Regions from separate parts of the Mus musculus genome. Here region 2 is linked to region 1. A link is a contact called in public Hi-C data. All regions are on one chromosome and are shown on one strand. The core of a region is the stretch at or near the end of the contact, and the rest is flanking DNA. Distances in the headings are between cores, read along the strand shown.

Region 1 (3,907 bases), core at 492-2,991:
GGATGGCAGAGAAGCCAAGGGGACCAAAAGAAGGGAATTACCACTTGGGAAATGGGGAGAGATGACAAGGAGACAAGAACGTGTTGGGGGCCATGGGGGACAGAGAGGCAAGGAGTGAGAAGGGAAAGCAGGGGTTGATACAGGAGCTTAAATGGTTGCATTCTTGTTTGAAAAGAGGTGACGGCCAAAGAGAAGAAAAGGGCAGGGCAAGGCTGAGCATCCAGTGATGGTTGAACACACAGTGTTGGTAACAGGACAGTGAGCCTTGTGCACCTGTCACTCTCCACCCCCGCGCCCACCGAAAGCACGATGCATGTGAAGTTTCATTTCCCACACAGCTGCACACGCCATTCTTTCAGGTTCTGGCTTCCACTGCTCACTTGCTCTGTGATTCCCTGTTCCCTTCCTCTTAACTAGCTAGCAGCCCCTGGCTTGCTTATTTTGCCAAGAAACCCAAAGCACTCAGGGCGCCTTGATTTTCATCTCTAATATTTAGATTGCCTGATAAAAAAGTAAAGATCCACTAGGTATAAACATGCTTGTAAGAATACTATGGGATGTTTTTGCGCACGCGAGTGTGTGTGTGTGTGTGTGTGTGTGTGTGTGTGTGTGTGTGTGTGCATGGCACTGTACATATGCAGAGATCAGAGAACAACTTGTAAGAGCCAGTTCTGGTTCTCTGCTTCCACCGTGTGGGTCCTAGGGATTGAACTCAGGACATCAGACTTGGTGGCAAGCACCTTTAGCTGCTGAGCCATATTGCCGTCCCAAACGCTATAGACTTTTACAGATTTATTTTTACATCAAATCCACTTTGGTTCTAATTGCTTCCGAAGCTAGGCCACCTCTTGGGACTGTTGACATTATGGTGGTGTGTGTGTGACTTTCCAGATATCTAGAGTTCTTATATTCATACATATTCATCGAAGATTATTTGAAACAAAATTAGGCTGTGTGATTCTTATTGTATCAGGACTTGATGGTTCATTAATCGGATGTCATTTGCATTTCTGTGTGGACTGGGATTCTGGCCTGTGGTTGTGCCTCATTACTGAGTACTCCTCTTCTGGTAGTTTCAGAATCAAATCTCCATTGGTCAATAACGGATGAGCGATCTTGTAGTTTGGTCAATAATGGATCTTGTAGTCCGAGTTCTACCCCAATTACAAGCAGCGTGGATCAAAACATCTACGCTCTTCTGGGTGCTAATTTTGAAAATGTGCGCTATAACAGACATGAAATGAAAAAAGGCCCTACCTACTCTGCCCTTGACAATTCTGTTCTGTCCTGTTTATAATTTTTCGATGCTTGAGAAGGATCTTGACTCGTTTTCCTTGTGGTTTTTTTGTTTGGATTTTGTTTTGGAGTTGACTGGTGAAACCCAGGGCCTTCCACGGGTTAAGCACTGCTCTCTGCAGAGCAAGGTCCTCACCCATCCCACTGATATTTCCTTTCTACCGGGTCCTAGGGGTGGTGCTAAAACTTGAAAATATCATAATCATCGCTCTCTCCCCCTGTGTCTTTTAGGGGGAGATTGTCCTAAAAGGTAACAAGAGCATCAGGGCGGGAATTCAAAGACCAAGTTCTCACTCAGCTCTCCCTCCCCGTGATAGGAAAACACCAGTTTCCCCAGCTAAAGGGAATTGCATCTGAGCTTGGTTTCTCTGCTCTCTTTGCACTCTGGTGCACGCCGCTGTTTTCCGTGAGCCCTCCCCCCCCCAAGCCTGTATAACTTACGGTCCACACCACGTGGTCACCCGCACCCCACCCAGCTTCCCATGACTCAGTCCCCCACACTCATCCCTGAGTCATGAGAGAATGGAACGGCTTAGTAAAGCCGGGCACGCAGCCAGAGAGCGACAGAACGTGTCCAGAAAAATCAGGGATTCTCTTTTCTGCCAGAGAGGCACGGGTGGACACAGTCGATTCTTCGTGGCTGGGCTGGAGGACTTTCTGAATGCTGGCTGCCGGGGAGTGGGGGTGAGGGCGTTCCTCCCTGTGCTTGGCAGCCATTGGGAACAGGCTTGTTATTCAGCAAGCAAAGGAACTAACAGCCGAACTACCATGGGACCGACCATGGCGAACTTTCCTCCTATGTCTCCTTGAGATACCTTGCCAGGGTTTGCATGAGAAGATTCCCCCAGGGGGTCCATGGGTTTGAACACTCAGTCCCCAGTAAGCGGCGCTGTTTGGGGGAGGTGGCGGAGCCTAACTGGCACCACAGGGGCACAGGGATAGGTCTAGAGGTTTATGGTCCAGACCTGCTTCCTGGCCTAGCTCTTGGCACCCCCACCAGCTACTGACATGCAACCAGGCACTTGCCTTGCTGAGACAGTGGACTGGATGCCCTGAAGCGCGAGTCAAAATAAACGTCTGTTTTTAAGTCATGTATCTGATCATTGCGACTGCAACAGACATCTTCATTATAAGCCAGCCGTTTTCTCTCCCTGACTAATAGAAACTGAATTTGTTGAGCAGTCAGTGTGTTTCAGGCTCTATCCTTGGCACTTGGAGTATCTTATTCCATTCGGTCCTCAGACAACCCCTTGATAGACACTGCTGTCATATTTATTGTAAAGTGGAGAAACTGAGTCTCAGGGAGGCAGTCAAAGTACATTGCCACATATTTAAGAGAGGGTGATCTTCTGGCTTTGTGTATAACTGTGATAAGCATGGAATAAAAGTGTCTAGTGGATATTAATAACCCTCAGTTATATGAATATGCAAATGATTCTGATACCACGCTCCTACCAGGAGCTGTCCAAAAGTGAGTGATTTAAAACTGTGAATGTCTGTTATCTTACACCTTCTGTTGGTCAGGACTGTGGGAGTAGCATCGCTGCGGTTCTGTCTCATTGGCTCACATGATCAGGAGTGTAGCCATCTCATTGAAGGGTTCAACTGGGCATAAGTCCATTTCCAAGCTTTTCTGTGAGGTGGTGTCGGGAAGAACCAGCAACTCTCTGTGTGGGTCTTTCTTCTTCTAAAGCAGCTTCAATAGGTCAATAGAGAGGGAAAGAGGAAGAGGGAGATGGAGGGAGGGAGGGGAAGAAACAGGAGAAGGAGAGGGGAGAGGAAAGGAGATCTTGATGGGAACAAAGGAAGGAAGAAAGGGAGAGAAGATGGGAAAGAGAGAGACATTGCTGTAACTGTGTTGCCTAACTCAAAAGTGATACTCTTTTGAGTGTCTTCTTTTGGCTTCTGCCAAAAGTATCTTCTGCTGGATGCTATTGGTCCTACAAACCAGCCCTGGGAGAAAGTGAAGTGCATCCCATCCCTATAGGATCACCCAGAGTCACCTTGGAGGCTGGCACCATGGGAAACATCATCGTCACCCAGCAAACCTTTGAGGACACAGAAGTCCAAGGACCCATTTTTCATTCCCTGTCTCCAGACACCCTCCCAACCAAAGTCCAATGGAGAAGATGGCACCTCTCCAAAACATGAGGAAATTTTAATAGTGATCCTGCCTATCAATATCACCCTATACATTTTGTTCTCATTGACTTCTTGTTCTCAACAAATAAGCAGGTTTCATTGTCCCATTCTTTGCTATCCCGGACTGAAGATGTGTGCCTTCTACTCTGCCCTCTCCATCACCCAAAATGTGTCCCTCTGCTCCATCCTTGCCACAGTTCCTGTAGACTTAGGTGACTTGTGCTTGCCTGGATATCGGGTTTCACTTGGGCTTGGCCAATGGGAGTCACAAGTCAAGACTGAGAAATTCTGGGGCACCCATGCCTCCACAGCCTCTGTCTCTGTACCTTCTTTCCAGAGGTGGTTATGCCCACCATGTCTACTCCTCTTGTAGGCAATGACCCAGGACCATGATCAAGTTCTCACTGGACCCTGGGAATTCCACTTCCTCTCATCGTCTCTGCATCTCCATGCTCCAGGGAGGGTCATT
Region 2 (3,907 bases), core at 451-2,950, 400 kb before region 1:
CTCTCTATGTAGCTCAGGCTCTCATTGAATTGTGTGTGTTTGTGTGTGTGTGTGTGTGTGTGTGTGTGTGTTTACATGGCATGTGTGGAGGTCAGAGGTTGACTTTGAGATGTCTTTCTCAACTGGTCTTTTTTTAGTGTGTGTGTGTGTGTGTGTGTGTGTGTGTGTGTGTGTGGAGAGAGAGAGAGAGAGAGAGAGAGAGAGAGAGAGAGAGAGAGATTGGACCAGGTTGGCCTCACACCTGGCTGGTCTCTGATCTTTATAGTGAACTCTGCTTATTGTATCACTTCATTTCTTGAGACAGGGTCTCTCATAGAACCTAAAGCTCACCATTTAAGCTGGACTTGTTGGCCAGTGAGCCCCAGGAACCCCCATCTTCACCTGACCACCATTATTTAGGTCATGGGCATAATCACTATACCTAAATTTTCACCTAAGTCCTGGGGATTCGAACTCAGGTCCTCTGGATTGTGCACCTCCCCCACCCCAGTCTTTGAACGCTTAATTTTTTGTCTCAGACACTCAATGGATGGGATCTTAGCATGGCTTTACCATGCCTGCCTCCTGTCAAGCTTTTCAGTTTTCCTGGGTAGATAATGAGGCTCAGACTGCTGGATCACTCAGTAACTCTGTGTTTAACTCAGTAAAAAATGTCCCTGAAAGTCTTCCCACAAGTGTGGGTTTGCATCCATAGGAGATGGTTCCAAGCCTTCAATCAGAATTCCAGAAGGATTATCAAAGGGCTGGGGATGTAGCTCAGCTGACGGAGTGGTTGTCTAGCACGAACGAGGTCAGAGGTTCCATCTCCAGCATCTCTAATCCCAGCACTTAAGAGGTGGAGGCAGGAGGATCAGGAGGGTTAACTCATCCTCAACTACATAGAGGGTTTGAGACCTGCTTGGGCTCCAGGGGACCCAGTTCAGAGAGAAGAGCAGAAAGCAGCAGGGTTACAACAGCTGTCTCTCAAGCTCCTTTGCGGTCTCTCCTCTGGTGCTTTGGCAGGCATTCGGATGCAGAGCATACAGGATCGGAGCAGAATCGCTTCCGTCTCCCGTGGTGGAGACACAGGAGGGATGCTTGGAGCCAAGCAAGGATCCTTGGGCAGAGGGAGCCAGGCTGAGTCTTGGAGGTGGTCTTGTATTTCCCAGACTCTCTTGGCAGGGTCCGGCTGGCTGAAGCCGCCTCTTCCTCTGGAAGTGCTCACGCTTGGCAAGGCTTGTCTGGGGCCCCACCCCCGCGAGCAGCAGATGCGCTTCATTGCTCTGATTACTGCAAAAAAGCGGTGGCCGGGGCCCAGGGCACGTCTAAGGATCACTTAGGGCCCCAGGAAAGCGGGGGAGTCCTTGCAGAGGGTCAGCCTGCACACACCCCGGGAGCAGGTGTTCTGCGAACTTCTCTCACAGGCCTGCCAAAACCGTCCACCCGCGAGGTGAGGCAGCACGCACGCAGCCCAGCTATTCCATCCCGGGGGGCCTCTTGGGAAGCAGCTGGCAGGGGCAGCCCAGGGCATGTGCGGTGGCCTGTGGGATGTGGGCTGAGGACTCTGGCTGACCCTAGGCCCTTCATCTTCGTGCTTTCTGCTTGTGGGCCCGGTTGTAGATTTTCCGGGCACCTTCTTGGGAGAGAGGGCAGGCAGGATCCAGTTTCATGGCCTATTCAGAGAGCAGAGTAGCCCGGGCATTCCCGGTCCCAGCATCACTGTGGTTACCGTGTTATTTATGGCGCCCTCCTGACTCCCGCTGCTATTAGGCCTCTGGGTGGGGCACAATGCACTCATCCATCCATCAATCAGCCCATTCCAGCCCGTGTAGAGTAGAGGGTATCTGGTTCTCTTGCAGTCGGGCCCCAGCGTTGTTCTAGAAATGTCAGGAATAGAATATGGTTCAGTGGTGAAGCATGTCCCGAGCATGCACAAAGTCCTAGGTTCAAACTCCAGTACCCCCAACAAAACAAAACACTGCCAAAAGGAATTACTCTATGTAGCTACCTACATTGCTTTCCTTCCTTTTAATTTTAATCTACATTTTATTTATTTATTGCGTGTGTGGGTAGGGTTCCCTCCTTCCACTATGTGGGTCCTGGGGACCCAAGTCAGGACATGAGGCTTGGTGGTAAGCATCTTTACCCACCCACTGAGCCATCTTCCTGACCTAATCTTGCCCTCCTACTTTGAGACAGTCTCTCAACATGGCCCTGTCTGGCCAGAAACTTACCCTGTTGACCAGGGTGACCTTGAACTCACAGAGTTCACAGATCCTTTTGCCTCTGCCTCCGGAGTGCTGGAGTTAGGGTGTGTGCAACCCTGGTCAGCATTGTCTGCTTCTTAAGGGTAAAGTTTGGCACTGTTAAATTTCTTCTACTCCTCCTCCTCCCCATCCTCCTCTCCTTTCTTCTTCTTCTTCTTCTTCTTCTTCTTCTTCTTCTTCTTCTTCTTCTTCTTCTTCTTCTTCTTCTTCTTCTTCTTCTTCTTCTTCTTCTTCTTCTTTTCTTCCCCCTCCTCCCCCCTCCTCCATTCCTTCCTCCTCCTCCCCATCCTTGTTCTTTCCTATCCTTATCTACTTTTCTGTCCTCTTTCTCCCTCCTCCTCTTCTTTATCCTCCTTTCCTCTTCTTCCTTTCCTTTCCTCCCCTCCTCCTCTCCCTTTTTTTCCTTCTCCTCCTCCCCCTTTTCCTCCCTCTCCTCCCCTCCTCCCCTCTTCTTCCTTTTCCTCTTTCTCCTTTCCCTCCCCCTCTTCCTTCTCCTCCTCCCCTTTTCCTCCCTCCCCTCCCCTCCCTCTTCCCCCCTTTCCTCCCCTCCACTCCTCCCTCCTCCTCCCCTTCTTCTCTCCCTCCTCTTCCTCTCCTCTCCTCTCCTTCTTCTCCTCTGCTTTTCTGTCATCCTTTCCCCTCCTCCTCTTCTCCCTTCTCTCTTCTTTCTTTTTTCTCCTTTCCCCTTCTCCTCCCCTTCTTCCCCATCCCTCTCCTCCTCTTCCTTTCTTTCCCTTCCCTTCCCTTCCCTTCCCTTCCCTTCCCTTCCCTTCCCTTCCCTTCCCTTCCCTCCCCTCCCCTCCCCTCCCCTCCCCTCCCCTCCCCTTCCCTTCCCTCTCCTCCTCCTCCCTCCCTTCCTCCCTCTCTTCCTCCTCCTCCTCCTTCTTTAGATAGTGCAGGCTGGTTGGTGGGATAAGAAGTAGATGTGAAACAATCCTCAGAGCCTTGTGTGCCAGCATCAAACAACAAGGACCTGGTCTGGAAACAAGGTAGAAGGTGAGGATTGACCTTTGAGATTGTTCTTTGACCTGAGTCAACATATCACAGACCCTTCCTCCCCCAGCACACAGACATAAAATGTGACAATTATAATTTTATGCTCTAGCAGACTGGGCACTTTGCTTTGAAAGGTCTGGAAGGAGAAGTTCAGAGAAACTGTTACACTGGGTGTGGTGCAGGATCCTCATGCACACACGTACACACGCATCCATCCATGCATGCATGCATGAACACACAGCAGCCTGAGCCTTCTGACTGACCGTGGAGGCGGTTGTTCTTCTGCGGGTCAGCTCATGAGGTACAACTTTGTCACCAGCCCACTCTTCTTATGCACAAACTTAGGCAAACGGGTAAGACACCAGGCTGTGATCAAGCAGTCCCTAGTAGGTGGAATAACTGGGAGAACCCTATGTTTTCAAATACACCATGCTGATCATGCTAATCCCATCTGACAGGATCCTAGACTCACTGGGGAGACCAGCCTGTGGGGGATTACCTTGACAACATTAATTGATATGGGATGACGTAGCTTGCTTTTGGGCAGAGGATCCTGGGCTGTATCAAGTGGAGGAAGTGTTCTCTGCGTACTGACTGTCCATGAGATGTGAACAGCTGCCTACCTGGACTCACCCATCATGGTTGACTGTGTTCTTGAACTGTGA

Evidence for each region. Hi-C and Micro-C count contacts between places; a contact is called where the count stands out from the background.
Region 2: a contact with region 1 is called in a Hi-C map of myocytes, with 1.6 times the contacts expected there. The contact joins two enhancer-like sites. A contact is called at or near these places in 2 of 484 Hi-C or Micro-C datasets (liver and myocytes) and 1 of 9 other capture datasets (embryonic stem cells).

What each region holds. Positions count from the first base shown.
Region 1 is chr5:119,165,880-119,169,786 of GRCm38.p6, reverse strand. No RefSeq gene overlaps it. Among named protein-coding and RNA genes, the nearest start is that of Gm7538, 32 kb to the left of the region's middle. Within about 2 kb of position 1,741, at least 92 of the 459 cell types and tissues checked have an H3K27ac peak or open chromatin away from gene starts, as enhancers often do. A contact at or near this core is called in myocytes, where this site is marked.
Region 2 is chr5:119,561,429-119,565,335 of GRCm38.p6, reverse strand. No RefSeq gene overlaps it. Among named protein-coding and RNA genes, the nearest start is that of AW549542, 17 kb to the left of the region's middle. Within about 2 kb of position 1,700, at least 20 of the 459 cell types and tissues checked have an H3K27ac peak or open chromatin away from gene starts, as enhancers often do. A contact at or near this core is called in myocytes, where this site is marked.